Linked DNA regions of Mus musculus: regions 1, 2, 3, 4 and 6 are each linked to region 5. A link is a contact called in public HiChIP or PLAC-seq and Micro-C data. All regions are on one chromosome and are shown on one strand. Each heading gives the region's core, a stretch centred on a gene start, on an enhancer-like site or on the middle of the called end of the contact. The rest is flanking DNA. Distances are from core to core; before and after follow the strand shown.

Evidence for each region. Hi-C and Micro-C count contacts between places; a contact is called where the count stands out from the background. HiChIP or PLAC-seq counts read pairs in DNA pulled down with a chosen protein or histone mark.
Region 1: a contact with region 5 is called in a FOXA1 HiChIP or PLAC-seq map of pancreatic cancer cells. The contact joins the promoter of Zpbp2 here to the promoter of Stac2 in region 5. A contact is called at or near these places in 3 of 39 promoter capture datasets (the C10 cell line and liver), 1 of 115 datasets of contacts at active chromatin or transcription factors (pancreatic cancer cells) and 1 of 9 other capture datasets (adipose tissue).
Region 2: an HNF4G HiChIP or PLAC-seq map of pancreatic cancer cells shows a contact between it and region 5. The contact joins the promoter of Mien1 here to the promoter of Stac2 in region 5. A contact is called at or near these places in 1 of 39 promoter capture datasets (neural stem cells), 1 of 484 Hi-C or Micro-C datasets (the G1E-ER4 cell line), 1 of 115 datasets of contacts at active chromatin or transcription factors (pancreatic cancer cells) and 1 of 9 other capture datasets (adipose tissue).
Region 3: a contact with region 5 is called in a FOXA1 HiChIP or PLAC-seq map of pancreatic cancer cells. The contact joins the promoter of Cisd3 here to the promoter of Stac2 in region 5. A contact is called at or near these places in 1 of 39 promoter capture datasets (the SN4741 cell line) and 1 of 115 datasets of contacts at active chromatin or transcription factors (pancreatic cancer cells).
Region 4: a Micro-C map of embryonic stem cells shows a contact between it and region 5, with 2.7 times the contacts expected there. The contact joins the promoter of Neurod2 here to the promoter of Stac2 in region 5. A contact is called at or near these places in 2 of 39 promoter capture datasets (hematopoietic stem and progenitor cells and liver), 3 of 484 Hi-C or Micro-C datasets (embryonic stem cells and reprogramming fibroblasts) and 1 of 115 datasets of contacts at active chromatin or transcription factors (pancreatic cancer cells).
Region 6: an HNF4G HiChIP or PLAC-seq map of pancreatic cancer cells shows a contact between it and region 5. The contact joins the promoter of Erbb2 here to the promoter of Stac2 in region 5. A contact is called at or near these places in 1 of 39 promoter capture datasets (liver), 2 of 484 Hi-C or Micro-C datasets (the G1E-ER4 cell line and embryonic stem cells), 2 of 115 datasets of contacts at active chromatin or transcription factors (bone marrow-derived macrophages and pancreatic cancer cells) and 1 of 9 other capture datasets (adipose tissue).

What each region holds. Positions count from the first base shown.
Region 1 is chr11:98,548,420-98,552,942 of GRCm38.p6, forward strand. It overlaps Zpbp2 (zona pellucida binding protein 2), which reads left to right and starts at 2,678. Exons shown (of 8, transcript NM_027061.2): 1 at 2,678-2,903; 2 at 3,024-3,089; 3 at 4,039-4,164. The coding sequence starts at 2,855.
Region 2 is chr11:98,436,306-98,440,652 of GRCm38.p6, forward strand. Mien1 (migration and invasion enhancer 1) reads right to left here and starts at 2,683. Exons shown (of 4, transcript NM_025559.2): 1 at 2,553-2,683; 2 at 2,342-2,439; 3 at 1,932-2,008; 4 at 1,403-1,840. The coding sequence starts at 2,641. The coding sequence ends at 1,757. It overlaps Erbb2 (erb-b2 receptor tyrosine kinase 2), which reads left to right. Exons shown (of 27, transcript NM_001003817.1): 27 at 8-1,411. The coding sequence ends at 363.
Region 3 is chr11:97,683,740-97,688,543 of GRCm38.p6, forward strand. It overlaps Cisd3 (CDGSH iron sulfur domain 3), which reads left to right and starts at 2,194. Exons shown (of 3, transcript NM_001085500.3): 1 at 2,194-2,476; 2 at 2,762-2,881; 3 at 4,529-4,804. The coding sequence starts at 2,363. The coding sequence ends at 4,708. Mllt6 (myeloid/lymphoid or mixed-lineage leukemia; translocated to, 6) reads left to right here. Exons shown (of 20, transcript NM_139311.2): 20 at 1-1,719.
Region 4 is chr11:98,326,682-98,331,268 of GRCm38.p6, forward strand. Neurod2 (neurogenic differentiation 2) reads right to left here and starts at 2,964. Exons shown (of 2, transcript NM_010895.3): 1 at 2,753-2,964; 2 at 1-1,660. The coding sequence starts at 1,655. The coding sequence ends at 504.
Region 5 is chr11:98,050,302-98,055,124 of GRCm38.p6, forward strand. Stac2 (SH3 and cysteine rich domain 2) reads right to left here and starts at 3,161. Exons shown (of 11, transcript NM_146028.4): 1 at 2,592-3,161. The coding sequence starts at 2,681.
Region 6 is chr11:98,410,488-98,414,998 of GRCm38.p6, forward strand. It overlaps Erbb2 (erb-b2 receptor tyrosine kinase 2), which reads left to right and starts at 1,997. Exons shown (of 27, transcript NM_001003817.1): 1 at 1,997-2,248. The coding sequence starts at 2,176.

The DNA.
Region 1 (4,523 bases), core at 1,428-3,927, 500 kb after region 5:
AGACTGCATGTTTTTAATCCCAGCACTTGGGAAGCTGAGGCAAGAGTATCTCTGGTTTGAGGATAGTGTGGTCTATAAAGAAAGTTCCAGGACAACTAGGGCTATACAGAAAGACCCTCTTTGTTAAAAGGAAAGAAAAAGAGAAAAGAAGGAAAGACAGGATAGCCCAAGTGTACAACTGTGCCTTGGCAAGTATCAATATGTAATGTTTCATGTTAGAATAGTGCCTTGTGATATCAGCATTATTAATTTGTCTTCTAGGGCTGGAGAGATGGCTTAGTGGTTAAGAGCATTGACTGCTCTTCCATAGGTCCTGAGTTCAAATCCCAGCAACCACATGGTGGCTCACAACCGTCGATAATGAGATCTGACGCCCTCTTCTGGTGCATCCGAAGACAGCTACAGTGTACTTAGATAAAATAATAAATAAATCTTTTTTAAAAATCAAATAAATTTGTCTTCTATAAAAATATCTATCATATACTGAATTACTGACCTAAATCAGTTTAAATGAGATATTGAGAAATAAAGGAAATCAGTATAGATTTCATAGTGAACCCAGCTCATGTAGCGTCTCCATAGAGTCAGATGACAAGGTTTGTCTGGGCTGCCCAGCATGATGCTACCTGCCTTTAATTCTAGCACTCACAAGGCAGAGGCAGACAGATCTCTAGGAGGCCAGTCTGGACTATATAACAAGTTCTGGGTCAGCCAGAGGTACACAGAGAAACACTGTCTCAAAATAAGTAAACAAAACTAAAGCACAAAGCTTACATCAAACATTTACATGGATACTTCCAAGACCCAAACTAACTCTCTCTCTCTCTCTCTCTCTCTCTCTCTCTCTCTCCCTCTCTCTCTCTCTCTCTCATTTCTTTTCTTCTTGCTTGTTTGTTTTGAGACAGGGTTTCTCTATGTAGCCCTGGCTGTCCTGGAATTCTCTCTGTGGACCAGGCTGGCCTAAAACTCGGAGATCTGCCCTCCTCTGCTTCTGCCTCTGCTACCTGAGTGCTGGGATTCAAGGTATGTGCTACCACTACCCAGCTAAAGGTTTTCTTTTTAATTCTGTATATATGGGAGGGATGGAGAGGGTATATACACGTGAATGCAGGCATCCATGGTTTCCAGAAGAGGGCACTGGCTCACCTGGAACTGAGTTAAAAGGGTGTTGTTGTAAGCTACCCAGCTGGATCCTGGAACTAGAGCCCTCTGGAAAAGCAGATAAACTCTCAACCACTGAGCAATCTCTCCAGCCCGACTATTCTAACACTCTTCTATAAGAGTTAAGATTTAACACATAAGTTTATGAGAATCGTGTGCAATAACTGAGAAGTTAGTAATACTTTGTACTTTTGGAAAATGTTTTGATTAAATCTGAAGTGAGGTGTCTCTGCGGTTATGAACACTGGCTGCTCTTCTAAAGGACCCACGTTTGATTCCCAGCATCCAAATGGCTGCTCACAACCATTGTTAACTCCAGTCCCAGAGGCGACACACTCTTTGGCCTCTGTGGGCAGTGCATGCCTGTGGTGCACAGACAGACAGAAATGCAAGCAAAACACCCATCCACATTTTTAACAGTTGAGGCTAACCCATGAGTCTAGACGTAGTAACTGACAGGGGGTGGATCTGACTCATTGAATCCCATTTCATGCTTGTGCTAGATCGATAAAATTAACAGTGACTAAAAATGAAATTACTGACAAAGGTTGCTCCTGGACCATCTGAGACAGTCCAAATACTGACTCGGCTCAAAGGAAATAAAACTGAAAACTCCTGATCTCACCCCAAATAACCATTCTGCACCCTATCTGAACCTTGGGCTCTCTCCCTAACCAACCTACTCAAAACCACTACTGAGAGCGGTGCTCTACTGCCAAGAGGTAAACAACACCTAAAGTCTTTCAGGTCACCTAAAATAGCAGTCAAGATGGGACCACGCATGATGGGGTTAGCGACTCAATTCAGTAAAGGCCCTGGGTTTGGTCCCCAGCACAGGGTTCAGAAGAACTTTGAAAGACTATTTTGGAGCTCCCTGAGAGTGACTTATCTCACATCAGCTGAGGAAAAGATCACCCGCTCTCGCCTTCCTTTCGAAGGGACCCATTCTCTAAAGCAAAGTTACTTCCGAATAAATTTGCATGAGGGGGTGTCCCTTACATCATCTCACACTCTAAGCTGAAAAAAATAAAGGTTTAACCTTCCTCCACGTGGGAAGGTCTGAGGGCACCCTTCTGAAGCACAGAGGAGAGGGCTCTTCAAGGTCTTGGTTTTGTATGCCAGAAAAATGCAACTAGGTGAAAACTGGATGTGACGTTTTGACAGATCCAGCAACGCTAGCAACGTTAGCTCGGGGTTCCAGAGCTGAGCCCTCGCTTTTAGGAAATTCTCACAAACATCTCCCTTCTTCTGATCGCCAAACTACGGCATCCTTGGGCTGCTCAGAGCCGCCGCCACCGTCCTTAGGACCCACTGTGTTCACTCATCAGTTCCTTTAGTCTGAGGAAGTCTTGAGTTCGTTTCCTTTACTCGTCACACCACCAGGCCGACTAGAGCTAGAGAGCGGGAACACGGGACCCAAGGAGAGGTGCGAAAGGCTCGGAGGGTGCAGCGCTCCGCAACTGCGCGTGCGCCAGGAGGCGGGGCTCTCCATCTGCGAGCGCTTGCCCCGCCCCTCGTGCCAAGCCGGAACACGCAGGCGCTCTCGGGCACAGCCGCCCCCGTGATAGCCTGGGACCGGTAGGGAAGATGCCCTTGGCGGTTTGCTTCGCTCTGTAGAGGAGCGATGGGGAGGCGTTGGGCCTGGCCTGAGGTAGGAGGGCACCCAGCCGTCGCCACTAGTGCCTGAGCCGTGATGCTTGCGTGGGCCCTACTCTACGCGGTGCTCTGGTCTCTCGCAGGAGGTGGGGCTTGGCCCGCAGGCTCCTCCCCCGTCCCTCCTTCTTCGCCTCCGCCCCGCCCCGCCCTGAACCGTGTGTCCTCCAAACACTAATAATAAGCCAGAGGTGTTCTCTCCTCCGCAGTTGGATCGCAACGTTCTTCCTTATTCAATATCAAAGGCTTTGTTTACGGCACGGTAGGGCACCCAGGTAATACGTGCCTCTTCTCACGCAAGGCTTGTCCCAAGAGCTGGGGATGCATCCTCTTAGGTTCTTCAGGCAGGGAAAAGGGAGCTAGGCAGGAGGGCGTCTGTGCTCTGCAGTTCGGGAAGTTTGCATCATTGCCCTCAAAGCTAGTCTTCTATTCCAGTGTTCACCACAGATCTGCCGCTCTGATACCACGTCTCTCTTTCAAATACTTCTGCTTTGTAATGGGTGAAGGCACTTAGCAGAGTGGACGCCCCTCTGGAAGGCTCTTCTCTCCCTCTTGTATTAACCAGCCCTATTCATGCATCAAACATCAGCTCCAGTGTTACTACTCTCTGTAGTTTTCCTACATTCAGGAAAAAGTACTCCAAATTTGAAATAACACTGCACTCCGTCTAGAACAATTCCACATTTAAGGCCTTTCTCTTCCCAACACCACCATTACACTGCCAAACTGAACAATAGACTTTAGAGATTCTGATCCTGGCAATGATTGGACCTTAAAAAGTACCTTGTGAGACTAGGTACTATCTATCCAGTTGAGTCACTGTTGTACACCTTTCTAGTAAACACTGCACAAGACAACAGGAAGCTTACGCGAAATACCAAGTTTTCAGTTTTGAAATAGTTTGTCAGTCAAGCTAACATCCTGTAACATTGATTCCATAGCTCCTTATTGGAGCTATTTATTAATGTGTACGTTAAAAGGAACTTGATCTTCATTTTTCTAGACTGTCACAAAATAAAAATATTACCGACAAAGTACAGTTTAAAGGTTTACTATGGGGAAGCAGCAAAGACTTCATTCTAAATGACAACTAGCATTGGACACGTTACGAAGACTTTTTAAGTACTGAAATCCTGAAAGAACTAACTGGTATCATTGTCTAGGAGTGTGTGTGTCTTTATTTCTCTGTATAATGTAATTACGCAGAATTTTATTTTGTCACAGTAAAAATATATGTAAAGTTACATCAGGCTAGTCCTGTCCTTATTTGTATGGATATTGATCGTGCCAATAAAGAAACAGTGGACCCCACCTATTTATGGACTGGGCCAAATGAAAACACATTAAAAGGTAAATAATTTAAATATATTTTAACGGTGTGAACATTGTTTTTTTAAAAAAGCACTGCCATTATTGAAAAGAACAAATTTAATTTTAAAATTCTATTAGCTGTATTTTATTTTTGTATATGTGAGTGTTTTGCCTGCATGCGTGTATGTGCACCACATGCCCGATGCCCTCAGAGGTCAGAAGAGGATATCTGATCCTCTGGAAGTGGAATTACTACTGGTTGTAAACCACCTTGTTGGTGCTGGGAATTGAACCCAGATCCTCTGCAAGAGCAGCAAGTGCTCTTAAACAGTGGGCAATCCCTCCAGCCCCAAGAAATTTAATTTTAACTGCAATTAACTTTTCTCAACACGACAAAT
Region 2 (4,347 bases), core at 1,433-3,932, 390 kb after region 5:
TCCTCAGAGTATGTGAACCAGCCAGAGGTTCGGCCTCAGTCTCCCTTGACCCCAGAGGGTCCTCCGCCTCCCATCCGACCTGCTGGTGCTACTCTAGAAAGACCCAAGACTCTCTCTCCTGGGAAAAATGGGGTTGTCAAAGACGTTTTTGCCTTTGGGGGTGCTGTGGAGAACCCTGAATACTTAGCACCCAGAGCAGGCACTGCCTCTCAGCCCCACCCTTCTCCTGCCTTCAGCCCAGCCTTTGACAACCTCTATTACTGGGACCAGAACTCATCGGAGCAGGGTCCTCCACCAAGTACCTTTGAAGGGACCCCCACTGCAGAGAACCCTGAGTACCTAGGCCTGGATGTGCCAGTATGAGGTCACATGTGCAGACATCCTCTGTCTTCAGAGTGGGGAAGGAAGGCCTAACTTGTGGTCTCCATCGCCCGCCACAAAGCAGGGAGAAGGTCCTCTGGCCACATGACATCCAGGGCAGCCGGCTATGCCAGGAACGTGCCCTGAGGAACCTCGCTCGATGCTTCAATCCTGAGTGGTTAAGAGGGCCCCGCCTGGCCGGAAGAGACAGCACACTGTTCAGCCCCAGAGGATTACAGACCCTGACTGCCCTGACAGACTGTAGGGTCCAGTGGGTATTCCTTACCTGGCCTGGCTCTCTTGGTTCTGAAGACTGAGGGAAGCTCAGCCTGCAAGGGAGGAGGCCCCAGGTGAATATCCTGGGAGCAGGACACCCCACTAGGACTGAGGCACGTGCATCCCAAGAGGGGGACAGCACTTGCACCCAGACTGGTCTTTGTACAGAGTTTATTTTGTTCTGTTTTTACTTTTGTTTTTTGTTTTTTTTTTAAAGATGAAATAAGGATACAGTGGGAGAGTGGGTGTTATATGAAAGTCGGGGGGTGCTGTCCCCTTTCTCCATTTGCAATGAGATTTGTAAAATAACTGGACCCCAGCCTATGTCTGAGAGTGGTCCCGGGCCGGGTCAAACCGTATTGCTCATCTGACACACAGCTCCTCCTGGAGTGAGTGTGTAGAGATCTTCCAAAAGTTTGAGACAATTTGGCTTTGGGCTTGAGGGACTGGGGAGTTAGGATTCCTTCTGAAGGCCCTTTGGCAACAGGGTCATTCTCCGTTGGACACACTCATACCAAGGCTACCCCCAGAATACTCCGTTGGACACACTCATTCCAAGGCTACCCCCAGAATGAAGTCCTGTCCTCCCAGTGGGAGAGGGGAGCTTGTGGAGAGCATTGCCATGTGACTTGTTTTCCTTGCCTTAGAAAGAAGTATCCATCCAGGAAAACCCCACCCACTAGGTGTTAGTCCCACCCACTAGGTGTTAGCAGGGCCAGACTGACCTGTGTGCCCCCCGCACAGGCTGGACATAAACACACGCCAGTTGACACAAGCATTTGTAATTACTCTTTATTGCCAAGAGCCGACACTGCCCAGGATTCAGGGAAAATAAGTTATAGCAACCGTGGCATCTGAAAGGTATTGCCACGCTGGGGAGAGGACCAAACTGCAGAGGGCACAGATCCCGGGAGAGCGATGGTGATGTTCACAGAGAACATCTCTTTTCTGCCTTTGGCCACAGAAATGTCTAGTCCCTCCTTGTGCCCTAAGAGGCAAAGTGAAGTCAGGGTCTTAGTTACCTAGGGCCAAGTGAGGGGCTAAAGGTAGAGGGATTCCTAGCGTAACCACAAGGAAAGGTTTAAACCCCAGAACCAAGCTTCCAAGAATCATTTCTTAGTCACAGGATGACACAGGGAGGCCGGCTGTTGGTGATCTTTTCTACAGGTTCTCCATTGCTGGCTCTTCGGATGGCTTCCATGAGCTAGCGGACAGAGACATGGGCGAGTGTCATGCACAGGAGAGGAGGGTGTGTCTCGTCTCAGCCACCCTCCCGAGGTACATTAAATACTCACGTCTTTCTCATAAGGAAACCCTCCATTCTCCAGCTTGGAGAACACCAGCTGTCCATTGATCTCAATCTCGAAGGCCCCTGGTAGGAAATAAATGCAAGAACGAACTAAGAACAACAGGCAGAAGTTCAGGGAGGTCCTTGGCACCACCTCGAGTCCAAGCAAGACTGTTCATGGCCTCGGCAGACACCGATCCTGAAGCCATTCAGCCCCAAACCCCAAAGTCCTCACCCGTGCGTCTTTCCAATACGCCATTAAGAGTTCCTTCACTCCAAACCCACAGTAGGCATTTTTGCTATGTGTCAGACCCTACTAGGGGCTTTATATACAACAGCCAATGTCAGCTCTAGAATGTAGGGAGAGCTGGAGTTTTATCACATGGACTGACTCAGCAGGTGCTCTGCGGACCTCACCTGTCCCCCCGAGTCGCGACTCAATCTCAATGCCCGGATACTCCTCCTTCACAGCGCTCGCCAGCTCCAGGTAGGTCGCCTCAAAGCCGCAGGGTTTACTGGGGAGAAGAGACGTGGAGTGAGCTGGGGTTCCGGGGGTGGGGCCTCCCGTGGATCCACCCCCATCTTGCGGGCGAGCACAAGAGGCTCCTTTTCAACCCGAGTGGCTTACCAGTACTCCACCACGATGTGGACTCCACTGCCTGCTTCCACCTCCCCGGGAGGGGGCACTACGGACACCGGCGCTGGCTCCCCACTCATTGCTGCCCGCTCCGCTGCAGGGCTGCTTCCGGGTGTGACGCCACGCCAAAGTCACGTGGGGGGCGTGTCCGTGGGCGTGTCCGGACCTCGCTTTGCGTCGGGGCGCCCTCTGCCGTCAGCAGGTACTGCTACATCTTGATCCAGCTGCAGAGCGAATATCCTGGACCAGCACTGATCCTGGGTTCTGAGAGCTCATTGGCATCCAATGCTCACAGTCATGGATTTGCTTACTAACGAACTGCCTGTGATCACAAAGCTATTTTCCATTTACAAAAGACAGAGAAAATGGGGCAGGCGGCCGAGGTAGCTGATGGTCTGTGATTGGTGTTGCTATTTACCTCTCGAACGATGATAGCGTTTGAAACCACACCATACTGCTTTTCTTTCGAGTTCTTTTTTTTTTAACTTTTAAGAATATTTTAATTACGTATATATGTGTATAAGTGTGAATTTATGCATGCGAGGGCATCTTTAAAACTTACTACATTTATTTATTAATTTGTGGACGAGTGTGTATTGGAGGTGGGGGCCATGCCATAGCATGCTTTTGAAGGTCAGAGTACAGCAACTTTCGGCCTCCTCCATCTTATCATGTGGGTCCCAGGGATTGAACTCAGAGTATCAGATTCTGTCTCAAAGGTCTGTCTCTTACAGGTCAAGCGTCTTCATCAGCCCAGAACTCTAGTTCTTTTGACTCTGAAGTGCTGACCCCCACTTTATGCACACTCCTCATCCCTGCCTCTTGCTAGAGGGCTAGTGTCATTGAACTCAGTTTGTAATTCTGGAACTGCAGCCTGGGTCCTCCCTGTCTCTTCCTTCCCTGAAGCACCACTACAGTATCGTAACAAGTCACCCATTCTGGTGTCCCTTGAAACTGTTCATTGTTGGGTCGGTCTGTGTTTGCTGAGTTCTGACGTCATCCCATCTAGTTATAGGATATTTCAATGGATCTAAGAAGGCCTTTCCTGTTTGCTTGCAGCTTCCAACTCCAGCCCCAAGCAATCGCTGCTCTGCTCTCTAAACTTTTCTGGACATTTCACATAAATGGACTCTTGCAGCATGTGACGTTTGCTCTGTTGTATCAGAGCAAGCCTCCATCCAGTGCTGTGTCCCAGGCGTTCCTTTCTATTGATGAATACTATTTCATTCTGTTGTATAGAAAAAGCACAGATTATTTGTCTATTAACATTAATCTGGGTTTCTTTGGGTTGTTTGTTTTGAGTAAATGTCTTGTAGATGCCTTTGTATGGATGTGTTGCCATTTCTCTTAAGTTCCTTAGAGTAAAATTAAAACTACTGGGCTGCGAGAAATTTATATTTAACTCTTTATGGATTGCCTACCTGCTTTTGTTTTTGTTTTTTGTTTTTGTTTTTTTTTTTCTAAGCAGCTGTAGCATTTTACACCACCAAAAGGGCACAAGGAGTTGTTTCTTCATAGCCACCACAAATACTGGTTGCCTGTCTCTTTGATGATATTACTTTTTTTTTTTTAGATTAAATTTATTTATTTATTTTATGTATATATGAGTAGACTGCAGCTGTACTGATAGTTGTGAGCCATCATGTGGTTGCTGGGAATTTGAATTCAGGATCTCTTCTCACTCCGGTAGACCCTGCTCACTCTGGTCGGCCCGCTTGCTCCAGTCTAAAGATTTATTTATTATTATATCTAAGTACACTGTAGCTGTCTTCAGACACCCCAGAAG
Region 3 (4,804 bases), core at 944-3,443, 370 kb before region 5:
CCTCAGACTCAGATCTGCCTGCCTCTGCCTCCAGAGTGCTGGGATTAGAGGCGAGCTGGTGGTGCTATTCCATATCCTGAGACATGAGGAGAGGTGTGGCCTGGTGCCGCAGCACAGGGAGAATTAGGGTCCTTGGGAGGGACCAGGGTTCTGCAAAATGGCTCTGATGACCTCACCTTTTTTTTTTTTAAAGACAAGGTCCCAAGTGCTGGGGTTAAAGGCGTGCGCTACCACGCCCGGCACAAGGTCTACTCTTAATGTAGCTTTGGTCGTCCTGGAACTTGCTATGTAGACCAGGCTGGCCTCAGCCTCCTGAGTGCTGGGATTAAAGGTGTGTGCCACTATGTCTGGCTTTGGTCCATTTTTTTTGATAAAGAGCTTGGTAGAAGGAGAGAAAGGATGCAGATTTGGGGCCATCTCTATCTGGGAGGGGGAGGATGTGGTTTGCAGAGCGGAAGTGGAGTCTCAGAATGCATGAGTGGATCTTAATGTCACCACCCTAAGTGAGAAGAGGTGAGCGGGTGACAGATGCTGAGCCTGTGCCCACCAGGGCAGGGGTGGCTGGGTCATGGCTGATGGATGCTGATCAGGGGGTCATTGGAGCTGGCTTTACAGGCTACTGCTCTAAACCTAGGAGTGACGTGACCTCAGCAACAGCAGTGACAAGCCTTTGTACCTGGCCTTCTGGTCATAACTGCCTGACTGTCAAGCCTTTTAGCTGCAGCTGGTTGGCTGGCTGTCCCTGTGTGTGTGGTGAGTGTGGTGGTGTGAGTGTAGTAGGGTTGTGCCCGTGGCGGGAAGGTATCTATGTAGCACTGACTGTCTTAGCTCTGAGCTGACGAATCCTCCACAGACAATGACACTTTAAGGGTTGCCTTTAAGAGAAGAAATAAATTGTATGTCCCATCCCCCTCTCCCTCATCCCCCAGCTTGTGGGTGTCCCTCTCAAGCTCCTGGGTCTACTGCTGGTGATCCCTTCCCTTCCTTGTGTGAAGACCCAGGGAGTTCCCACCCTAGACTCCTAGGAAGGGCCTAGACAAATGAGAGCCCAAAGAGGCTACCAGTTCCATTTCCTCTTCCCACCCTGGAAATGCTGACCTGTTTTCAGAGACACAGGCCCGCCCTGCTAGTCTCAGTCATCCCAAGAGTGCAGAGGGCCAAAGGGAGTAACAGACTGCTGGTGCCTGGGGAGAGGTGCCCACTAGGACAGAGGGAGGTGGGGCCAGGGAGAGGTGCCCGCTAGGACGGAGGGAGGTGGGGTCAGGGAGTCCCTCTGTTCCCTCCAGCCGCTTCCTCCTGGATTACAGGTGTGTCTAGTTCCCAGCAGACCACCTTGTCTTGACCTACTGAAGCGTTGGGGACTGAGGACCGTCCTCTTTCTCCTGTGTTCACTTTCTCCAGCCCCACTTGGGACTGAAGACCCGAAGGACTGTGGCTCCCTTCCTTCCATCCCAGCCTGTTTCCATGTAGCAGACCCTTCCTAAGGGAGCAAGGAAGGGAAGCCACAGATTGCAAACCCAGGGGCTCATTTTTCATTCTTTCTGAAACCTTTATATCCTCAGCCCAAGAGACGGTGTTCCCCTGCGACCTCCAAGCCTGGAATTGTGCATAGCCTGGGTCTTGTATCTTTGTATAACGGATGTTATTTGTACGAAGGGCAGTTCGTAAACAGCACTTGTTCTTTTAATAAAAGAATGTTTTACTAAAAAAAGAAAATCCAAAGAGACCTTGCTTTGTCTGGCTTTATTGTAGGGAGGGAGATGGGTTCCTAACTGGAGGCCCGAGGGAGGAGGACAGGATACGGTCAGTGACCCCTTTTTCTCAAGTACTTGTAAGAATAGTTCAAACCGGAGTGCACAGAATGTGCGGTGCAGGTGAAGATGCAGACGTCAGAGCCCTGCAGAGTGATAGATCCACATACACACTGACTGCCTTGAACTCTAGAGCCAGGGTGGCACCTGCCGACTCCAGGGCGGCTCGGCCGTGCCCATCCTGTGCGGGCCTGGGCGGTGTCTTCCTTGGGGGCGGAGCGGAGAGGGCGGCGACCCGGACGCGGCTACGCGCAGAGCGGCCATGCGCAGCGTGGGGGACGAGCCTGCATGCTGTGGTCATGCGCGGCGTCTGGGTGAGCGTCCCATCTTTGGTGACCCCTGGCCGTTCGGCCCCGCCTCCACCGGCCCAGGTCAGACTCCACCCCTCGGCCGCGCGTCCCCACAGGGCAGTCTTTCCGGAGGGAGCTCCCGAGTAGATGCCAAGATCCGCAGCGCCTCTTCTTTGAACCTTTTCCCAACCATTAAAAAAAAAAAAAAAAAAAAAAAAAAAGGTCCCACGCTCCTTTGACTTGTGGTCTTTCCCTTCCCTGATGGGCTTCCGGCGTCTCTCCTTCCCCACTGATTTTATTTTTCTGTTTCCAAATCATATCTGCCTGCCTGCCTTGTCGAAGCCGTATCAGAGGCGGGAAATCTCTTCTTGGCTGGTGAGTACACCTCTTGTCTAATCTCAGCACAACTCCTATCAGTTCCCCAAACCTCAAGAGCTACATCCAAGACAGCGACAGGGAGACCCTTGCTCCCAGCATGCTCTAGGGAAGGTTTGGTGGACCAGAGGGCAGAAGGCAAGGAACCAGGTCTCCCACTGAGGGGAGGACAGCCACCTGATTTCAAGCCCCAGAGTTTGAAGAAGAGTTACAGAACCCCCCGCCAACTAAAAGTATATCCAAGACTTGGGATCATCCCGAGTCACTCATCCACCCTGATCATAGGCCCGATGGTTCCCCAAAGACCCAGCCAAGCCAGTGGTGGCACAGAAGACACCCATCAGATTGGAGCTGGTTGCCGGGAAAACCTACAGGTGGTGTGTATGTGGCCGAAGCAAGAATCAGGTGAGTTACTCCTGTAGCTTTTCCTTTAGATGTGACACAGCCTGATCTCTGACGCTAACGGTTAGGCCTGGCAGTGTGACACGCAAACATCCATCTCCTCCTCTCCACGTGCTTGGGGTCAGCATGGTCTATCCTGGGGACTTTCAGTCCGTCCACATTTCCCTTCTTTCTGTATATAGGTGAGATACATACAATTGGGGGATGGGGCTCGATGGCAGGAACCAGCTCACAGGTCAGGGACACCACTATCAGGATGGCCATTGTCAGTGTATGTCCATGTCCCTCCCCAGGAGCCTAGGAGGTACAGAAGGGCCACAGCTCTGTGGCTGACTCAGTCTCCTCGAAGGCTGCCCGCCCTGCTCCTTCCAAGCAGCCCATGTGCCAGGCCTTGGTCCTCACAGCTGGGAGGATTCTGTTCAGTCTTCCCTGATGTCCCCTCCCAGGTCTCTTTTCACCTTGGATGTGACTTTTCCTGCTTGCCTGCTGCCATCCGATGCCATCCCAGCTGTACAGGAGCCCTTCACTGTAGCCGGAGCTTCTCCCTTTCATTCTGGAGAACTCTGTCCTGTTTCCCATGCTGTGGTTGAGACCATAAATCCAGCTCTGGAGGCTTCCTTTGTGGCCTTTGAACAGATATTCCAGAGGGTGGGGCAGTTTCAAGGGCATGCCAGCCAGAGGATTGTGGGTACATGCCCATGCCCTTTAGGCAGGGTGCTGGTTTTCTAGTTTTCACTAGTTCATCTCTCCGCACACTCTGCCCCTGACAAGGCCTCTCCCCTCCTTGGGCCTCTGTCTTCACCATCCTTTGAAGGGTTCTCCTGTGAGATGTGGTGCTCACATTCATAGTGGTACTCTAGGCAGGCTGTTGTAGACACCCCCTTGCTTACAGGCAAGACTGACCCCACCCTACAAAGGCACTGCGCACTGGGCTCTCTCCCTCCCTGAGGAACATTGCAAAGAATGTTGCTTTCATGGGCCAATGGGGACTCAACCTCACCTAGCCGTTAAAAAAGAAAACCAAAACAAACAAAAACTGAGGTGAGGCTATGAACCTAACCCAGTGGATAGACCCTTTGTCTGCAGTGTGTGGAAGCCCTGGAATCTATCCATCCCCAACACGCAATAAACAGGGTGTAGCGACATACATCCATTGTCCTAGCCCTTGGAAGGTAGAGGCAGGATTGGTGTTCAAGGTCTGGGTTACATGAGAACCTGGCTGGGAAGTGCTCAGTGGATAAAGTTACTTGCTGACCTGTGTGATCCCCAGAGCCCACATGGTGAAAGGAGAAAACCATGCCCCCACAAGTTGTTGTGTGACTTCGTGTGTGTGTGTGTGTGTGTGTGTGTCTGGGGGTAGTAGCATTGCCTCTACTTGAGGCCCAGTTCTTGCAAATTGTGTGTGTGTGTGTGTGTCTGTGTGTGTGTGTGTCTTGGGGTAGTAGCATTGCCTCTACTTGAGGCCCAGTTCTTGCAAATTGTCCTGGTCTCTGGATCTCCCAAAGGTGACCAATGAGAAATGCTTGCAACATTATACAGAGACAGTATTCTCTTCATGACAGCCTTTCTGTGACCCCCACATTGCAGGGCTCGGGGAAACGAGAATGCTCCACTCCCCACCCTAACCTTTTTCTGTCTCTCTCTCACCAGCCCTTCTGTGATGGCTCCCACTTCTTCCAGCGTACTGGCCTTTCTCCACTCAAGTTCAAGGCCCAAGAGACACGCACAGTGGCCCTATGTACCTGCAAGGCCACTCAGCGGCCCCCTTACTGTGACGGTACCCACAAGAGTGAGCAGGTACAGAAAGCAGAAGTAGGTTCCCCACTCTGAGGGGGTACTGTGACTCCAGGCAGTAATGCTGAGCCACACATGGAAGGGAACCTCCAAGGACCCCATCTTGTTAGCAATTGTACCCTGAAAAACCTG
Region 4 (4,587 bases), core at 1,714-4,213, 280 kb after region 5:
GGGTGAAGGCGTTTGGGCTCCCTGGCTGTGGCCTCTTCGAGAAGGAAGAGATACCAACTCTTTTCGGCCTGGGAAGCTCTGTGTCTGTTTTGTTTTTGTTTTTTTAAAGTAACTATAAGTGGGGGAGACACTATCCCGAGACTCAGCAGCCCCTTACCAACTGCCTCTGGCCTGTTGGGAGGTGGGGAGAGAAAACCCAAGTTTGGGAATGTGGAGGAAGTCTCTTGGGAGGGCCTGGCGGGAGATCCCCAGAGATGCTCTCCACGAGAGAAGGGAGGAGGAAGCCCGCTGGGGAGAGAGAGAAGGCGAGTCCCCAGAGGCAAGCGAGGCCCCTGGGACGGGCCACCCACAGGTAAGAGAGCACGCCGCTCTGGAGAGCTGCAGAACCGGCGGCCCGCGCTCGAGCGCCCGGCTCTGGAGTCGGTGGGAGCCCCTGAGCTCGTGGGGCTGGGGCTAAGGGGCCGGACAAAGGCAAAGAAAAAGAAAGGGGTCGGCGCGAGGTCTCAGTTATGGAAAAATGCGTTGAGCTCCTCGTACATGGGGCCCCGATCGTGGTGAAGGTGCATATCGTAAGACAAGAGATTCTCGGAGTGGACGCCCCCGCGCACGGCCGACGAGCCGAAGACCAGCCCGTGGCCCGTGGGCCGTGAGCCGGGCAGCGCCGAGTAGTGCATAGAGTAGTGGTAGCTCTTCTCGTGATCGGGGGACGAGTCCTGCTTGAGCGAGAAGTTGCCGTTGAGACAGAGCGGGGGACTGAGTGGACCCTCGTACTCGGAGCTGTTGTAGTCCGGGCTAGCGCCGCCGCCACCGGCCGCCGCGTACAGCGTCTCGTAGGCGGCGCAGTAGCCGTGGGTCCGCAGGGCGTGCGCCGCGCCTCCGCCCAGGCCGCCAGCCGCCTGACACTGTGCGCCTGCCAGGCGGGAGCACGGGTATGGGTACGGATGCATGGCGAACGGGCCACCCGAGCCGTGAAAGCGGCCGGCGCCGTCCGCGCCCTGCTCCGTGAGGAAGTTACGAGAGTTTAGCTGCAGGCAGCCGGCCACCAGATTCGTGGTGGGCTGTGACAGCCCCTTGCACAGAGTCTGCACGTAGGACACCAGATCCGGCCGCTTCCCGGAGCGCAAGATCTCCGAGAGAGCCCAGATGTAGTTCTTGGCCAGGCGCAGGGTCTCGATCTTGGACAGCTTCTGCGTCTTGGAGTAGCAGGGCACCACCTTGCGCAGGTTGTCCAGAGCCGCGTTCAGGTCGTGCATGCGGTTGCGCTCCCGCGCGTTGGCCTTCTGTCGCCGCAGCTTGGAGCGCTCCAGACGCGCCTTGGTCATCTTGCGTTTCTTCGGCCCGCGCTTCTTGGGCCGCTCGCCTTCCGCCTCGTCCAGTCCTTCCTCCTCCTCCTCTTCCTCCTCCTCCTCGCCGCCCAGCTCTCCTTCCTCCTTGACCTCAGCCAACGTGGGTTCAGGGATCTCTTCTCCTCCACGAAGAGACACTGGCTTGGCGGCCCGGGCGGGTCCTGGAGCCCCCGACCCGGGAGCAGGAGGAGGCTGCGGCGGCGCGTCGCCCTTGTCGCTCCTCGGCTCGTCGTCGTCGCCGTCGCCCCAGCTGGCGAACTTGGGCACGTCCGAGAGGAGGCCGGGCTCGCTGAACAGGCGGGTCAGCATGGTGCCTGAGGGCGCCCCGGGGGCGGGGAGACAGACAGCACAGAGTGAGGGGCGCGCCGGGGTCACCACGACCCCCCAACCCGCCTCCACCCCCCAAGTCTCCGTGAGCGCCCCAGCTCAGGGGCCCCCGATGCCCACTACGTCCTGCTGCCCCGCCCAGAGCCGGCCCAGCCCTGCCCGGCTGCCAGTGGGGGACCGCGGCCCAGGCCCTTGCCCGAGATCCGGGCTCCTGCTCCGCCCCTGGCCCGGAAGGAAGCTGCTCTCGGCCGGTGTCGGGGTCCCAGAGAGCTTGACCAGGTGGGGGGTTAAGGGACCAGGTCCATCTTCCCGGGGAGGCGGTGCTCTCGCCCGAAAGCCAGCTCTCTCCCGGTGACGGAGAGAAGCTGGGCGGCCGCCGTGGGGACGCTGCCCCGGTTCCTCCTCTCCACGGTCCGGCCCCTCGGCCTGGCTCCCCAAGCCCTCCGGTGCCTCTCACCCCCAAGCTCCCTAATCCAATTTGCAAGTTGGCCGCGCGCCGCCCCCGGCCGGGCCCCCACCCCCGCAGCCCCAATTCTAGACACCGGAGCACCGTCTCCTCTCTAGCTGCTGCTTACGGGTCTCCCGGAGCGGGCTCCGGGTGCGGGGACTGAAGAAGCCGGGCGTGGGGAGGAGACCCAAAAGCGAACCCTGTTCGTCTCCCTTGCGGTCAGGGACCCTCTTCCCCTCTTCAAACTCCCTCCCTCCCACACGTCTCTACAGATCTCGTTGTATTTTGAGATCCTTGGGGAAAAATCCAAATTTATTTGTTTGCTTATCTTTTTTGGTGGTGGGAAAAGGTCACAGGTTCCTTCGGGACAGTCATGGGGGGGGTCCCATCTTCGCTTCTTCGAGTGCCTCATGACCCTTCCCCCTCAGCCCATCCTAGGCATACCATCTCCTTCCGCAGCCCCTTAAGCTGCGGCCCCAATGGGAGAGAGAACACGGGGCGCCCCCGCTGCCCATCCCGTAAGGGGGTAGGGTCCCAGGAATAGGAGAACTGGGGGGGACTTCCATGTCCGAAGCAGCGCCCCCCCACCACTAATAGCAGGTCAGATCTAGCTCCCTCTCGGACAACTTACCTCAGAGAGGAGTCAAGGGGAGAGGGGAGGGGAGGGGGGAGGGGGCAAGAGAGAGAGGGGGGAGAAGAGGAATCTTCTCGCTTATTTCATTGTTCCCCCATCTTCAGGGAGCGGGGGCAGCGGTTCCTCAAGGCGGCGGGCGCCGGCGTCTTCAGAGCGCCATGCGAGCCGCGGAGCGAGTGTGGCATCTCTACCAGGCGGGGTACCAGCCTCTATGCCAGGCCATATGGGCTTGGCACGTCACGGGCAGCAGCTATCACATGAGAGACGGTGATTGGCATGCGTCTGCATTGGGGGAGAGCCGGCTCCCCCGGGACCCGCCGCCATCTGTCACTCTCTACTCCAAAAAAAAAAAAAAAAATTAAATAAATAAAGGAAATAAATAAATATCTCTGCCGCCCTCCCCTCCCCGCCCAACGCAGGAAAAGCAGAGATTGAGAGGGAGGTGGGAGGATTTGCCCCCCTCAGATATAGAACCCCCCACATGGGAACAATGGGGTGGCAAGTCTGGGAATTGGCGGTTTGTGGTTGCCAGGCCAATTCAGGGCTCTCTCCAGGGTCTTGATCTGTCCATTTCCCTGTCTCCAGGTCCCTAAGGTGGGTCAGGACCAGACCCTGGGGTGTGGAGAAGGGACCTCGGTGCTTACTGCCGCTCCCCAAGAGAATCCCCTCCACCACAAAGGGACAGCTGAGGCTCCTTCCAGGGTGGGTGTGGGGGGCATCCCTGGCCCAAGCCCCATAGGTAGATGCTGGCACCATGCCATTCCTCATCCCTGTCTGCCCCTCCCCCACCCACCCTCACGCACACACAACATATGTGGCTGAACAAAATTCAAACCAAGGGAAAGACAGAGAAAGGGAAAGATTTGCCTCCCTGGGTGTCTGTGCCTCTGCATGGGCGTGTTGTGCGTGCGCACGCGAGTGCTCATGTGTGTGTGTGTGTGTGTGTGTGTGTGTGTGTCTGTGGGGACATGTGTGTCTATCTGTGTAGTCATCACACAGGAGATCTTTCCTTGGGTGTCAAGGGCAAATGTATGGTGGGGTGGGGTGGGGAGGGATTTGGAGATGAGCTATGTGTCCCTATCTGGGTTAAGGTGGGCACAGATCTGGATTCCTAACCCAGAAGCCCTCTTCCTCCTCTTCCTCCTCCTTCTTGAGTCACTGAGGCCTTACCACCCCTGATCCTTGCCAGGTAGGCCATCCACCAATGCCTCTCTTTTGGCCTTCTGATTTGGTTAGCTGAAGGAAAGGGTATGACTGGTTGCAGGCCGCTTAGAGTTTTTAGACAGGACCCAGCACTCTTCCTCTCTGCAGAAAATACAAAAGCCACAGAGGCTGACCCCATCAGTCACAGGAGAGGCCAGAGAGGAGAAGACCAGACAGGTGTCTTGCTGAGGGAGGTAGGAAATGGATGCTTTATTTTACAGTTCCCCTTGCAAGGTTCCTATCCTGCCAGACACAGATGCAAATGGTACAGGTTAAAGGGAGGAGCTTCCGACACACCCACCTTCCCACCAGTTCCTCACTCTGTGGTGGAGAAAATGGAAACACACCCCTGTTCAGAGTTAACCTGTGTGAGAGACAAGTACTTGCAGTCAGGGGTAGAGACCCTTGACCACACTGGACTCAGGCAGGTGCTGTCTTCAGGCCCAAATTTCTTGTCTCTCCCTTGACCTACCTGTGCACACCCAACAACCTTGGCTCACATATTCAGATGCCAGCCAGCCACATAGCAAGCACAGAACCACACAGACAAAAGGAAGACCGCACCACATCCCTTAGTCCAAGTGGATGCCCTCTGGTCTTACCTGGAGAACCCTTCTCAAGGGAGTCTT
Region 5 (4,823 bases), core at 1,911-4,410:
CCTCTCTCTCTCGAAGCTCCCTGGAGGCTCCTTTCCCCTCAGTTCCCCATGCCATCTGAAACAGTACCAGGCAGCTGGCAGTGGGTGGTGTCGGATGTGGCAAGAAATGACTCAGATGGCAAAACAGGCATGGTGGGGTCTTCCTGGATGACACCAAAAGGAGGTGACGTTGATATCATTGGATGAATGGGAATCCTGGGAGAGAGTGGTCCTGCCTAGGAGATTGCTGAGCAGGCTGGGTACAGGGCTGAGACCCTGCCCTAGACTAAGCAGGAAGCTGGGTTCAGGCTGGCAAGTAATGCTGGGAGCACCAAGCTGATGACTCCCCTGGCAGGCACCTGGCCCAGTGTCTACTCTTCCTCACACAGAGTTAGGTGGGCAGCACCCCTTTTCTGTCTTTCCTTTTGTGAGGGGCTGAAGGAGGCTGACTAAAAGCCCTGAGTTGGTTCCCTGCCCACCTTTGCTCTACGGAGCAGCCCCTTGACACACCCGCAGGACTGCCTGGGAGGTCATTTCGGAGCAATACACAAGGACAAAAGGGGCCAAGGCTGGGGACCCAAATGGCTTGGCACAGAGGGGGTCCGCTGTGCAGTCTATCTCCTCCAGACCCAGAACAGATGACATTGCAGGGTCCTTGTGTTGGAGGATGGAGACACAGCTCTGCCAGGGTCTGACCCTCCTTCCCCGCCCCCGCCCCCCCCCCCCACAGCTGAGCTTGCAGCCTGTGGGTTTGGGTTTGCTGAGGCAGCACCATTCCTGGCTCCTGCCTGCCTTTGGGAGCCCCTGAGGGGCAGGAGCTGACAGGTTCTCATATGACAGAAACTAGGAGCCCCTCCAGACTCTGGAGATATCAGCAGGGGGGCTGACTAACTGCCCAGGGTGACAACAGGGCTGGTGAGCCAGAGCTTAGTGTGAGGACAAGCTCCCAGGATTCCCCCTTGTATATCTCAGATAACCCAGACAATATCCTCCCTGTTCATTCCTTTCCAGGAGAGATTTGGCACTGTATGGGGTCTAAAATATGGACTAGAAGCCAGAGTCTAATTTTTAGATGGGAGCAGAAGGCCAAGTGTGTACTGAAGCCTTGGATGGGAGGGACCCAGGTATGGTGGCTCAGGGCTGTGATTTTAGCTCTCTGAGGTAGAGGAAAATGGCTAAAAGAGTTTGAGGCCAGCCCTGGATACACAGTGAGTTATAGCCCAGCTAAGGATACTTAGCAAGACTGCTGGTCTCAAAAAGCCAAGAGCCTTGGACACGGAGAGTGGCAGGGTCCCCAAGTGCAGGCACAGGGTAGCTACCTGGATAGCTTCAGTAAGACTCCATGCTAACCCTGCTCACTGCGGTGATGACCTTGACCTTGAATTAACCTCATATTCTTAAGGGTCCGGTCAAGATGGACAGAGAAGAAAGATGGTCGGTAGGAAGTGCTGTGTAGGAGCTTGTGACCCCAGAGAGCCTCAAGACACCGCCCATTTCTGGTTCTCACCACGTATTGCTTGGTCACAGGACCAGGACGGTAACAAACACCAGGGTGGAAGGGAGAAAGGAGGAAGTCTTGTCCTGAAGTCTAGGGAAGGGAGAGGGCTCCCTCCCACAGTATCCTCTCTTCCCATTTCCCGGCGCTCAGATAGCTTCCCACAGAACTTCATGAACATCTAGAAGTTGGGGAGGGGGCAGACTCATTAGGAGTGGGAGGTGGAATGTAAGCGACAGCCTCCCCCACCTCTTTCAGTGCCCGCAGTCTGGGCTCCGCCTGCCTTCATAGGAGAATAATTTATTCATTGTGACTCCCGCAAGAGTAACAATCATAGATAATTAGGGTTAATTATGACATTCATTAATTACGATGACTTCTTCTTTTGATTCTGCCCTCTCTCCTCCCCTCTCCTGGTTCTCCAAGCGGGGGGTGGGGCTGCCTCTGGCTCTGGAACCGCAACACTCCGGGTCCCCGCCCGCCACCGACGGCCCGCGCTGCCGCAGCCCCCAGCGCCGGCTTGAAAGCTGCGCACCCGGGGCCGCAGCCTTTCGGGCCCCCAGCCTAACCGGTCCGCGAGGTGCGTGCCAGGCTGCTGTGGGTCAGAGAGGGACGCCGGAGACACACAGAGGAGCACGTAGGGAAGCAAAGAGAAGCGGAGAGTCTGCACGCTCCGAGGAGACGGTTGTGGCTAGGAATTCAGAGGCAGGAGAGAGGGGGCCCCGGGGAGCCGCAGACAGCGATGTGGCGGCCCCGGGAGGGTGCGCCCCGCACGCACACACGCGCGCGTACACCGGCCCACACCCGCTACACACGGCCACACACGCCCTGCGCCTCCGCTGCGCCGATTCCCTCCAACAAAGCCGAGTTACAACCGCCCAGGAGGGAGCCGGAGCGCGTCGGCGCCTCGCGCGTTCTGGCGGGTCGTGCTCGTGTGATCTGCTCCTTGGGTCCCCTCGTCGCGAACCCTCTCCTCCTTCCCCGGCACGGCGCGCAGCCTTAGGAATCACGCGGGCCCGGTTTAGCTTCCGTAACCCCAAAGGGACCCAGCCACTGTGATCAGCGCTCCAAGTCAGAGATGCCCGGGCGGGGCCAGGCCTCGCACCCCACGACTTACCTTGGTTTCTTGGAGGGTGGAGACGGTCCCTGGGGGGGTATGGGTGGCCGCGTCATCCGGTTCATTCTCCTTCTCGCTCATTTCGGTCATGGTTGGGGTATAAAGGAAGAGAGGGTGCGGAGACCCGACGGCAGGCCCGCTGGGGTCAGGCTGTGAGTGGCGGGCGTCTCTTTGGGACTCTCAAGCCTTTCTCCAGGGGCAGCTCTTCAGTGACCCCAGGAGAAACCCTCCCAGGCAAAGCAGCCCCCTAACCCCAGGCACCAGGGGAGAAAGTTGTCGGTGTGGCAGGGGAGAGGGAGGCAATTACCCCGAGCCGCGGAAGCTGGACGACCCGGGGTGTGAGGACCAAGGGTCTGCAGAGGATGCTGCGCTCCGCGGGAGGAGGAGGGAAGTAGGGATGCGCGGATGTGCAAAGCCAGGGAACGACCGAGCTGTCCGAGTCCGGCCGGCTCCGCCGTCCTCTGCGCCCGCCCCCCATCTCCCTCCCCCTCCCCGCGCCGGCCCCAGCCTTGCACCCGGCGGCCCCTCCGCCCAGTCCTAGCCTCCCAACTTTGATTTAGGAGGTCGCCTGGTCCCTCCCCCTTCCCTCCGCCACTCCCCCGCGCAGCTATGCAAATGAAGGTTCTCAGCTATTGGCTGCGGTGGTGGCTAGGAGGGCCAGCTGGGTGGAGTCTTGGGGGGCTCGACAAGATGGGGAGGGGTTTGGAGGGTAAAGAAGCGGAGGGGTAGTTTTACAATGGAAAGCCCGAAATGGGGGCCGATAGGTGGGGAGACAAAATTGAAGGAGGGCTGGGACAATGATACTAGAGTCTGGAAATGCAAATAATTCGAGGATGCCGCAGAATAGCCGAGAGGAAAATCAAAGTTACAGCGTTCTGATAGTGCACATTGGAAGATGCCGCACCTTGACAGAGAAAAAGACCCGCTCGCCCCATTAACTTGATGCCTTTCTAGAATCTCATCAAATTATACATACCACTACTAGACTTATAGACGCTCCCTGAAGCAGAGAACAGGCTGTTTTGTGTGTGTTTATGATCCGCGTGCTCTTATGTCTGACTGTATGAGAAGCGCACGTGTGAGTTTGGTTGGCAGAGGTTAGCTTCCAGTTCCATTCCTCAGGAGCCATCTACCAAGAAATTTGAGTCTGAGTCTCTCATTGTAAGCCAATTTGGCTAGAGTGGCTGGCCGTGGAGCCCCAGAAATCCTGTCTACTTTCCCAGTGCTGTGGATTTGGCCCTTTTAAATAGAGGCTGGAGATTAAAGTCAGGCCCTTATACTTGAATGATTTTAAACTATCCTAGCGTGCCGGGGCGTGGTGGCACACACCTTTAATCCCAGCACTTGGGAGGCAGAGGCAGGAGGATTTCTGAGTTCAAGGCCAGCCTGGTCTACAGAGTGAGTTCCAGGACAACCAGGGCTACACAGAGAAATCCTGTCTCAAAAAACCAAACCAAACAAAACAACAACAACAACAAAAAACTATCCTAGCAGTCTACATTTTTTATTTTTGAGACAGGGTCTGTCTATGTCTCCCAGGTTGGCCTGGAATGCACTATGTAGCCCAGGCTGGCTTCAAACGCATCATCTTCCTGCTGCAGTCTCCCTAATGTTAAGGTTACAGACTGAAGACACCTTAATGAGTCAAAAGTGAAGCCAAACCAGGCATGGTGGTGCATGCCTATAATACCAGCAACCGAGAGCCAGAGGAAGCCATATCTCTCTGTGAATTTCAGGCCAGTCTCATCTACAAAGTAAGTTCAGACCAGTTAAGATTATAGTGAGATCCTATCTCAAAAGAAAAAATAGCCGGGCGGTGGTGGTGCACGCCTTTAATCCCAGCACTTGGGAGGCAGAGGCAGGTGGATTTCTGAGTTCCAGGCCAGCCTGGTCTACAGAGTGAGTTCCAGGACAGCCAGGGCTACACAGAGAAACCTGTCTTAAAAACTAAAAACAAAAAACCAAAATCAAAAACAAAAAAATAAAAAATAAAAATAAAACAAAACTCAAACTGAAAAAAAGGCTAGGGCAGACAGCTTTTCGTTGTGGATGGAAAATCAGGCAACCATGAGCCTTAGTTTTCCTGTCTGGACTTGAGCAGAAATGGACTTCCATTATCATCCAGGAAGTCTCCAAACCTCTCTAAGTTAGGCTCTTCTAAAATCCTGCAACACCTGAAATATGGTCACCCATAGGCCCTGGTGTTCTCTCCCCACTCAGTCTGAAGGTGCT
Region 6 (4,511 bases), core at 747-3,246, 360 kb after region 5:
CTGGGTTTTGCTAGGGCTCAGATATTCCCATTGCCTTAAGACATCCTGGGCAGCAAATGTCTTAATCTTTTTGACTCTTGATTTTCATAATCTCAAATAGGTGTGTGTATTTCATTTTGTTATTAAGATTTTTGACCTCAAATCCCCAACCCCTCTCCTCAACTTCCCAAGTGTTGGGATTCTAGTGGTGAGCCATCATCCCCAGCTGAAAATAGGGACAGCTAATCAGAGGGGCTGCTTTGTCACATGTATGTGTTGAACATTCCTGACAATGATCAATGAGTAAATCATTGGATATCATCACCTAATATGTATATTATATAATATTATATATTATAGATGCATACATAATATATACATATATATATATGTCACCACATGTGATTCTTATTACATATGATGCACATACATTTTTTTCTCTCTATTCAAATTCCTTCCTGTCCCCTCTTCCCTGCCCCAATGCTAGGCAAATACATTATCACCAAAACACAGGCTCAGCCCTCTTGTTCTACTTCTGGGTGTGGTGGTGTGATTTATAATGTTGTATTCTTTCTCTTTGAGTACCTCAAATTGATCCCCACAAACACCCCATCTGCCCCAGAATGGCTAAATCTGGGATCATTTACTGAGCAGTTATTATGTGTCAAGCACTACACTGCTGAGTGCTTCTAGAGTGTCTTCTCCTTTAGCCCCTAGCACACACAGTCTTACAGATTTGTAAAACAAGACCCAGAGATCGTCAGTCACTTGCCTAAGGTCTCACTGCCAGAATGTGATAGAGGGAAGATACGAACTCAGGTCTTCTAGATACCAGAGTCCCATGTTCTTTGGCCCCTAGCGTGGAAGTGTCTGCCTGAAACTGAGTTTCAGTTCAATGAAAGTAGATTAAGAGAGGGCCACCCTTCATTTCTCTCCCCCAAAGATGCCTCTGATTGCATCTTGACCAGCACAGGTGTGTTCTTTACTGGAACATTCCAAGTACCATCATCAGATGTAGCAGATAAAGAAGAAGGACGTAATGAAGTTCAATTTGAATTTCAGATAAACGACGGGCAATTCATCCTGGTAAACATGTCTCTTGCAATGTGTTCTTGGAGTTTCCAACCAAAGGCATACCTTTGTTTCCTTTCTCACCTGTTACCAGGCTTCAGGAGTGATATCTAGGTACTTCAGGGGTAAACTGGCAGGCGAAAAGGACAGGGAGAGAGAGGACGATGAATGAAACTGAGAACTGGGTAAAGTCAGAACGAAGTGGGCATGGGGTTGGAGAGATGGCTAAGCAGTTGAGAGCCTGTGCTGCTCTTGCAGAGGACCCAAGTTCTGTTTCCAGCACCAAAGTGGGTGGGCGGCACCCTGTAACTCCAGCTCTGGGGGATTCCCACTTCCTCTTCTGACCTCTGTGGGCAACAGCACTTATGTGACACCCCCCAAAACCCATATATGACCACACATAATTTGAAATAAAAATAAGTCTTAAAAAGAGAAAGAAACAGGAGAAGCTGTTCTTCCAAGGATGAACAGAGGGCTCCCGATGTGACTCGCTTCTCCTAGTTCTGTGGGTTCCTTTAAGATCAGGCAGGAGATACCCAAAAGGACAGAATTGATATCCCAGAGAGTCTTGGAAGTCACCAGTTAGACATAACACATTCCCTTCCCAGGCTGATTTTACCTGAGGATGTGGCGACAAACCATTTATCTGGTATTAAGAGTGTGATGCAAACGTTCCAAGAGTATCCAAGATAAAACCCACCCAAGACTGCAAAGAGGGGTAAAGAGATGCCCTGCTTTTAGGAAGTGGGTGAGAACTGCAAGCAAGCAAGCGAGGCGTCAGGGCACAGGGCGCGACGCACCCAGGCCTGCGCCGGGAGGGAGAAAGTGAAGCTGGGAGCAGCCACTCCCAGTCTTGCTGGAATGCAGTTGGAGGGGTGGGGGGGCGAGCCGGGAGCGCGCGGCTCCCAATCACCGGCGGCGGAGGAGGCGGAGGAGGAGGGCTGCTCGAGGAAGTGCGGCGTGAAGTTGTGGAGCTGAGATTGCCCGCCGCTGGGGACCCGGAGCCCAGGAGCGCCCCTTCCCAGGCGGCCCCTTCCGGCGCCGCGCCTGTGCCTGCCCTCGCCGCGCCCCGCGCCCGCAGCCTGGTCCAGCCTGAGCCATGGGGCCGGAGCCGCAGTGATCATCATGGAGCTGGCGGCCTGGTGCCGTTGGGGGTTCCTCCTCGCCCTCCTGTCCCCCGGAGCCGCGGGTACCCAAGGTGGGTCTTGGCTTGGGGAGGGCTCGGGCCGCTACGGCTGCGCCCACGGGCGGCCGGAGCCGCGGGGCCCCGAGAGCTCCACGGCCGGGCGGTCCGGGACGTTGGGACGATTCCGGCTACCGGCGCCGCGGCCCGGAGGAGATCGGAGCAGTTGGGGATGGGACAGTCACTCGGAGAACCACACTGGAGGTCCGGACCGGCCCCTTCTCGCTACACCGGAGCCTCCCGGGCTCCAGGAGACTCCGGGAACTCCTTGGGAAAGTTCTCTGAAACTAGTCGGAAAGTTTTCCTCCGGAGGGTGTGTGAAGCGCTGTGCGTGCGTGCGCCTGCTTCCCCCCTTTCGAGCCCCCCTCACGCTTTCTCAGAGCTCTTCCAGTTGGCAGCCTCCGCCTCCGGACCGGACTGGGCAGGATGCCTTCGGGGTCCCCTCTGCCCCTCCCCTCCCCCTTCCCACCCCCTCTGGCCCTTTGGGTTTAGTAAGTTACTCCAGCTTCCAGTGGGGTCGCCGTGGAGGGGGCGGTGGGGAAAGTAACCCATCCTGTCGAGCAGGGAGGACCGAGTGGCGGCTCCGCAGTTGAGTTGCCTATCGATAGTGTCTGGGATATGGGGGAGCAGGAGGAGGGGCAGGCATTTGTTTGCAACAGTTCTCTCTCATTCTCTCTCTCTCTCTCTCTCTCTCTCTCTCTCTCTCTCTCTCTCTCTCTCTCTCTCTCTCTCTTCTGTGCTGGGGATGGAACACCCCTACCCTCCATCCCAGTCTCGCCCGTGTTAGGCAAGCCCTCTATCACAGTGCTGCACACTCCACAGCCCTGTTTTGAACAAATTTCCTTAGAGCCAGCTTAAGTACTGTGTGCTTTGGGATTCCGGGAAGGCTCGGATCTTGAAGGGTGGTCTTGTGTTTTCCCGGCTTCCATACAATAAACTGGAAAGGGTTCCTGGGCATTTGGGGGCGGGGGGAGGGCACCGAAAAGGAGTAAGGTCAGCTAGGGGTAGACAGAGAGCTGGGTTGTTTTCTTGCCTTTATCTTCGTGTTGGGGGCTGGGAGGGTGACCCAGCAGTGTGTATACTGACCCATATGTCCAGTTCTACCATGAGCGTAAAAGCTGACAGTCACCCCGTGTGGGTCAGCTCTGCCAGGCTCCGTGGGTGGTGGCTTGCATGCATTCCTTCTACAGTACTAAGAACAACTCCACAGTGGAAACATTAGTAGCCTTCTCCTTGTCCCAGGGGGGAAACCTGGGCTGGGGAAATGAAGTATCCTGGAGTAACTGGTGGATCCCAGGCAATGTGACCAGCCACAGGATATGATATATGATTCACATAAATACGAGTCTAGCTGAGCAGTGCGGAGACACTGCTTCCGTAATCAGTGGGCTGTATTGAAGATGCAGAACACAGGTTCTGGAAACAGTAGGTGCTCTCCAGAGGCCAGCGAGCCTGGAGGCTGGTGGAGTATCACCATCTGTGCCCCCTTGCCCCCCTCTCCTGCCCCAGTTCCTGACAGCACACTGCTGTGCTCACTGTGGGATACCCCTGTGTGTCTGAGGTTTTTATGATGGTTGTGTGTTCCTCCCAGTTTCTGTTGCCAAACAGCAGTCTCTCTGCTGACTTGGGGACACAGGATGAACTCTGCCCTCTCTAGGAACTTCCTCAAGGCACTGGGCTCTATCTGTTGTAAACACTGGGAGATGCCCCTTGCCTTCTTCAGGATGGAGTCTCCTTTCAGTTTCTCAGGAGGCCAGCCTTCCTGCTGACTTTCCGTGCAGAAGAGTGAGGTTAGACCCTTCACCTGAGCTGGGTAGGGTCTGCAGTTGACCAGAAGTGGCCCTGTGCTGTAGAGCTGGAATCTGAAGGGTCTGCTCTCCAGACAGGGAGTGGAGGGCTGCTGAGCCTTCATCCCTTCAGATGCACTGCTGGATGCAGAGGGACAAGGCAGAGTTTGCCTTGCCAGGAATGGTTAAAAGGGCAGGGCACCATCAGCTGCCTCTAGCTCCAGGTTCGACCCCAGAACTGGTCTTGGGCAGGTGTGTAGGGGAAAGGAGATCTGGGGAGACCCAGAGGATCAAGCTGTTGCTGGGTTCCTCAGTACTAAAGGTTTTGTGAAATGCAGTAAACACAGGTCTTTAACTTGGCAGGGGTCATTCCTATTTCAATTCTAGTCTGAGTCTCTCCAGGCCCTTCCTACCTTTTGTTATACATACGGGGACTAAATAGATTCCTCTTGCAGAAGACCTGGGGCTCAGTTCCCAGTTCTCACCTGGTG